2 separate regions of the Zea mays genome follow, and region 2 is linked to region 1. Evidence: chromatin contacts called from public Hi-C data. All regions are on one chromosome and are shown on one strand. The core of a region is the stretch at or near the end of the contact, and the rest is flanking DNA. Distances in the headings are between cores, read along the strand shown.

Region 1 (3,177 bases), core at 311-2,810:
CAGTCGGTGCTGAAGCTGACGATCCAGCTGCGAAGGCTAGTGATTCTGCCAACGGGGTGGGTGTAGGCTGAAGTTCATCCGAGCTGTCCTCCAGGATGACTCCATTCTCCACATGAAGGCGAGGGAGATCCACAGGAATATCCTTGACTACCACTGGGTAGATAGGAACTTACCGTGGCAGAGGGACGTAGTTGGTATTGACTTGGGTGGTTTGAAGAGTGCGAACCATCTGCAAGAGAAATTGTCAACTTAGTTGAATTTTAAAGAGGTAAGGCTAATAAAATAATTTTATAAGAACGAAATTAGCAAGTTTTGAACAGACTAGGCTTTCCATTTCTAACTAGTCTAACGACCTAGGGTCATCATAGTTTTGATACCACTTCTGTCACATCCGGTTCTGGGGGCAAAACCGAATGCATAGCATATATGTGTCAAGATCCATTTTCGACACATATGTTGACGTCACAAGTGTAATATATCAAAAGACAATACAATAAAGGCGTAAAGAGAATAATCTTTATTACAACATCCAGACAATAGTATCTTAAACAGTATCATCAAAGTATAGAGGAAATAACATGGGTAATCTCCCACAGGAAGATGATCGACGCATCGTTAGACTCAGTATTCATCGAAATCTCCATCAAGGTCTTCTTCATCACACTGATCAAAATATTAGCAAGGGTGAGCTCACTTATGGTCGGGGCTCAACAAGTGGGGGAAAATCAATGAAGTTTAACAAGGTAAGGCTAAGGTTAAGCGGTAAGCATTTTAGTTGGTCAACATTTTATTAGCAACACCTGTCTTACTAATAAGTGTATCCCAAATATCCCAATTAAACAATAACATAAGATTATATCAAAAACACTTAAGTGAAATCACTTAAGCAAACCATTTGTGAATCATCGGATCACGATTTATTCTCCATCTTTATGTTCAATTATCATGTGAGGGTCCAGGTTGCTCTTAACCGTGAGCACGACTGACATTTCAGTTTTACACTCTGCAGAGGTGGTAAAACTTTACCCACAAGCCATGTATCCCATCTAGCCTGGGTTGTACGGACCCTTAAACACTATCGAAGTGAATGACTAGGGATCCACTATGTGGTTTTCACAGAATACACTTAATACAAAGCAACCTGCTAAGATTTCTAAGTCGGTGTGGAGGCCCTCTGGACAAGGTACCTGAGCCAAGAATACATATATCAAAGAACTTTTAACGATTTTTAGTGGTTTGTATCAAACAGTTTTTATTTTTTTAACAGCTCACAGGCTACATCAGCTTTTTTCCACATATCAAAGCCAACAACAATTTTTTTTCACAGTCACAGCCCAACCAAACAGTCTCTAAGCCCTCGTTGTGTCTGCCCTCAATGTCCATATAAATATGCATTATTTCTTTCGATTAATATAAAGCATTATATTGTGTGCGAAATATTTATAAAGGACCGTTTTATAATGAAATTTAGACGAAAACTCTCAAAGATTGTAAAATCGCGAAGGCTACTAGGCAGAATTCCAAATTTCTCGTCCCTGATACCTCACACCGGGCCGCCACACAAAATCCCCACACCTGCCTGCGTATCGCGCTGCCCACCCACCGCACATCCCCGCCTCCCGCCGGCCGGCCGCCCGCCTAACGACTCGCGGTCACCGCCTGCGGGCCACCGTCCGCCCCCAGCTCGCTTACGATATTGTACGTTCGTGGCGCGGAGCACCGTGGTGTTGGCCTAGTACGTCGATTTCACGGTGACTTCACCACCATTGCCGCCCAGTGGCTGCAGAAGCTCCCCGCCAGCAACAAGTTCACCTACAACTGCGACGGCCACACCTTCAGTTACCTCATAGAGAAAGGATTTAGTGAGTAGCTTTCATCCCGTCGCTCCGCTCCGCCTTATTCCATCGGAATCTGCACCGCCGCGGGCTCGAATCGGGTTCGGCTTGCTTGGATCTCGCGGGGTTCGCCTCGATCCGCTAGATGGTATCAGGTTCGTTCGGTAGTCTCGTGTTATTCTGGATTTGATGGGATTGTACTGCGTTCAGCGTTCTCATGCCTTATCTGGGGATAAAAGCACTGGCATATATTTCTCAGATGGATCCATGCGGGATATGTTGCTCCTGTTTTTAATCATGGAAAGGGTTGGCTATTTTGCCGATTCTATTGGTGTTAGTTGATGCCGTGGCTTTGTAGCTCTATTTTGCTTTCATTTGCTATTCGTTTGTCACATAAGAAATTGCGGCATACTATAGTAGTATTATGTGATAAGGAATGTTGTAATATCAAGTTCTCAGCGACTGATATGAGTTAGGCGTCCATTTCAAAACATTGTGTTGATCTAGAGTAAAACTCAGATGAAAGCACCCGTCAGTAAGATTTCTTCATGGCAATACAGAGCTCAAGTAGCCAAGTGTGTCTTTTAACATGTAGCCCGGAGTCCCTGGACTTATCATACATTCACTACGTAATTTCCATCCATTCATCTCCTTAACTAACTTAAGTGGGAAAACAGCAAAGGGTGTTACGGCGACTGAATCTATGTCACAGACTCAATATATATTCGATTATTCTTTAAAAATGTAATATTATTAAGAATTGAGAAGACCCTTGGAACTGTAAGTGCAGGTTCAGACTAATTCTTGAAGTCCTTGGTGCTGCAGATTCAGACTCACTTACCAAACTGCAGATTGATACCTTTTCTTCAGAAAAACTTTTTGGAGCAATGTTGTGTTCCAAAAATTATCTAAGCCTGCAATCCACTTGTCAAAATTTTGAAGCACATCTTTTTAAGGTGTTGCCGAATAGAGAGATTGAATACCTATCGTTAAAATATAATTCATAATCACAACTGACGATGTGATATCGTGTTAGTTATTGAGTAATTTTTGTAGCCTCTTTTTGTGTCAACCTCCATCTACATGGCTGCTTTGTTCTCTAGTGTTTTAAAACTTCTACCCAGAAAGTAGTTAAAAATGATATGAGGATGCCCGAAAATGAATATATTGACACAACACCAATATTTATGTTGAATCTTATACAGCAGGAAGGGAGGTGAGCACCTATTGTAGGTTAGCACCAATTTAATTAGCTGGAGTTTACTGCATCTTAGTGAAAAGAATAGAGTTCATTTGGCTTAATCTGTTTAGCTTACAACTGGGAACTGGCAGGTGTGGGATT
Region 2 (3,177 bases), core at 443-2,942, 190 kb before region 1:
GTACCTGATGCCGCGCAGAAGTAACAATATCACTTGTAGCCATGCTTGGATCGTTCTGACTATCTAAAAGCATGTCAAAGAACACAACCACAATAATTTTTCTAAGTAAATAGCTACCAAGGAAAAAAGAACTTTCGTGACATAAGACCCAAATTTAAGGATACGAGGATTCCCATAGACATTAGACATAAGGTCTCTAGCAACATCCGTCATCTGTGCCTCTGAGTACAGTGTCGCACCAGCATGGTCCAGGTAAACCATCCCTGCTCAAAACCAACACATCTTTAGAAGCTAGCATAGCAAACTTCAATTTCCATATATGTAAAGCTTAAGGTCCCGTATGGCTTCAGGAACTAATCTTTAGTCCTTGGTTTTTAGTCATGTTTAATCCTTTTTGCTTTAGTCTTTAGTCTCTCAAAGGGTAGCTAAACGTGACTACAGCGGATTTATTTCTTCCTGCCCTTCATTTATTGCCGTCTCTCTCTCTCTATGTGACGTCTTATGCATACAAGGGGTATTTCAGTCTTTCGATAATGCATTTAATGTGTTCTGAACCTGTTTAGTCTTGGAGCCAAAATAGAGATTAAACTTTAGTTCTAGGACTAAACTTTAGTCCTAGGCCTAATCGGAATCCAACAAGGCCTAAGATTATCCTCTCATCCTAATCAAGCATGCTCTCAGTCACGTCCGCAAAATGCAAAATTGGCGTCACTCCTCTCTTAGCCACAACAACAAAACTCAAAATTCCCAATAAAGGAGTGTATGCGAATGAGTATGACAAAAACATTAATGGTTAATTATATCTGTGTCATTATAATTTTCTACGTTTTGATATGTGTCACTAAACTTCTTAAGATTGCACATATACCATTAAACTTCTATTCAACTCTGAAATACACAATCTGAAGTACCACCGGCACACGTATTTTCGGATTTCCTTTTTTACCTTTGTTTGTCAGTACATCAACTGTGCAGCTCTAGCGAGGAGTGGAGCGCAGCTACGATGGGCGTGCAGCTCCGGTGGCGGCTGCTAGGGTTACGGAGCGCATGTTTGGAGAGACGAAAAGTCACAAAATGGCTGCGTTCGTAGCAACGTTTCTGCTGGGTTTACTTTGAACAAGGGTAAAAAAGGAAATACGAAAATGTGTTCTTATTTAAGAGTTACGTCTGATTCAACAAAATGGTGTATTTAAGAGTTGATTAGAAATTTCATGGCATATTTACAAGCTTAAGAAATTTAGTGGCACATATCAAAACGTAGAAAATTATAATGGCACGGACATAATTAACCCAAACATTAAATAGCTGTCTTCATTTTTACAGGAACCAACAAATTCAATTTCAAGTTTTCGCGTATGAATTGAGAAGGACGCGAAATCACACCTTCCAGCCGCTTGAACTCGGCGGCCCGCAGATCGTCGATGCCCCTGGGCGCGTCCGGGTAACCGTAGTCCCCACCGAACTGCTCCAAAAACTCCGCCTTGCTCTGGCCCATCTCTTCCTTTCTCTCCCGCAACTCCCAAATCGCAATCTCAAGTTCTCGAACCGACCCAAACCGATCAGATTACGCTCCAATAGAACTTAGAGGAGCAATTCTTGTTGATGTAACTGGGATTAAGTACTAGCGAAATCGGAGTGTAACGCACCCACTGGGCCAGTCCGCCCGGGCACCTCGCTCTCAAAACCTAAGCTGAGAGAGAAGGGAGGCCCGCCCTTATAAGTGCAACACGGCCCCCTTGGCTAGGCGAGGTGGTACTAACCCAGGGCGTGCATACCGGTCCCTTACATCCCACCCCCCTAAGAGGCCCAAAGCTCTCCCAGGCAGCAGCGGCAATGTAGGCTCCGATACCAATTGTAACGCACCCACTGGGCCAGTCCGCCCAAAGCCCACCATCGCCACACTCGACAGCTTCGGGCGTTCATGCGCTCGTGGGCCGGCCCAGCCAAGAGAGCCCACCACTCACATCCCAAAAGCCAGGCTGATGGGAGGAGGGAGACTCTCCCTTTTAAGCTGCCCACGGCCCCCTTGGCTAGCCGATGTGGGACTAAAGCCGGGGCGCTGACTACCAGCCCCTTACATCCCACCCCCTTGGGAACCCCCCCCCAAGGCAGGCATGGGCCAAACCGGGCTCTGATACCAGATGTCAGCGTCCAACCCCCGGCCCAGCCCACACTCGACAGCTTCGGGCGTTCATGCGCTCGTGGGCTGGCCCAGCCAAGAGAGCCCACCACTCACATCCCAAAAGCCAGGCTGATGAGAGGAGGGGGACTCTCCCTTTTTTAAGCTGCCCACGGCCCCCTTGGCTAGCCGATGTGGGACTAAAGTCGGGGCGCTGACTACCAGCCCCTTACACGGAGGTGGCCACCAAATCGGGTTCTGAAGTGGTCGGGATCGTGCTTCAGTTTCTCCACTCGTGCTGGTGGATACGGCGTGGGGCAAGAAAGCCTAGGGTCCAGCAGGCGGGAGGTGGAACTGTGGAAGGCTCGAAGATGCGTAAGGGCTCACGCAAGATTTCACACCTCCATGGTCAATGGAGGGCGACACGGCCGTACGGAGCTTCTGCAAGCGTCAGCAATGGCGTGGGAAGCAGACCGGCACACTCTTTCCCCCACCACTCCTCCCATCCCATAGGTGTACATTTGGGTCGGGCCTGATGGACCGGCCCGAAGCACGAAAAAAAAACACAGTCTAGACACGGCACGACCCGAAATAATTTAGTGCCGGGCCGGCACGGCCTGATATATCGGGTCGGGTTTGGACCGAGGTCGCAGCCCATGGGCGGGCACGAGCACGACCCGTTTAAGGCAGGCACGAAATGGCCCATATAGAGGCGCGAAAAGGCACATATCTCTACTAACTATTAAGACTATAATGTAGACTGCCCGCCTCCCAACGCCCGCCAGCCCGCCCGCCGCGATCCACCCGCCCCTGCGCCGCAATCCCCCCCCCCCCCCCGCTCGCCGCAATCCCCACCCTCCCGACATCGACGCCTTCCTCCCCCGCAACGCTCCGACCATGGCGTGGGGAGAGGACGAGGCTATCGACCCCGACGTGGCCTCGATGGGTCTTCACGTCTCGGAGCGGATCGGCCGCGACGCCGTTTCCTCTCCGCCGCCAAGACCATCCTCCGCATCCAGCTCAGCCAACTCTCCTCGAGCCCAAAAGCACACCGCGCG

The links. A called contact is a pair of places that touch in the nucleus more often than the background predicts.
Region 2: a Hi-C map of ear shows a contact between it and region 1, with 2.8 times the contacts expected there. The contact joins the promoter of LOC103629655 here to the promoter of LOC100136826 in region 1. A contact is called at or near these places in 6 of 25 Hi-C or Micro-C datasets (ear, leaf, tassel and 1 more).

Annotation. Positions count from the first base shown.
Region 1 is chr6:102,706,563-102,709,739 of Zm-B73-REFERENCE-NAM-5.0, reverse strand. It overlaps LOC100136826 (phosphatidylinositol synthase 2), which reads left to right and starts at 1,560. Exons shown (of 11, transcript NM_001371768.1): 1 at 1,560-1,862.
Region 2 is chr6:102,896,028-102,899,204 of Zm-B73-REFERENCE-NAM-5.0, reverse strand. It overlaps LOC103629655 (molybdenum cofactor sulfurase), which reads right to left and starts at 1,692. Exons shown (of 22, transcript XM_020539337.2): 1 at 1,384-1,692; 2 at 165-263; 3 at 5-63. The coding sequence starts at 1,495.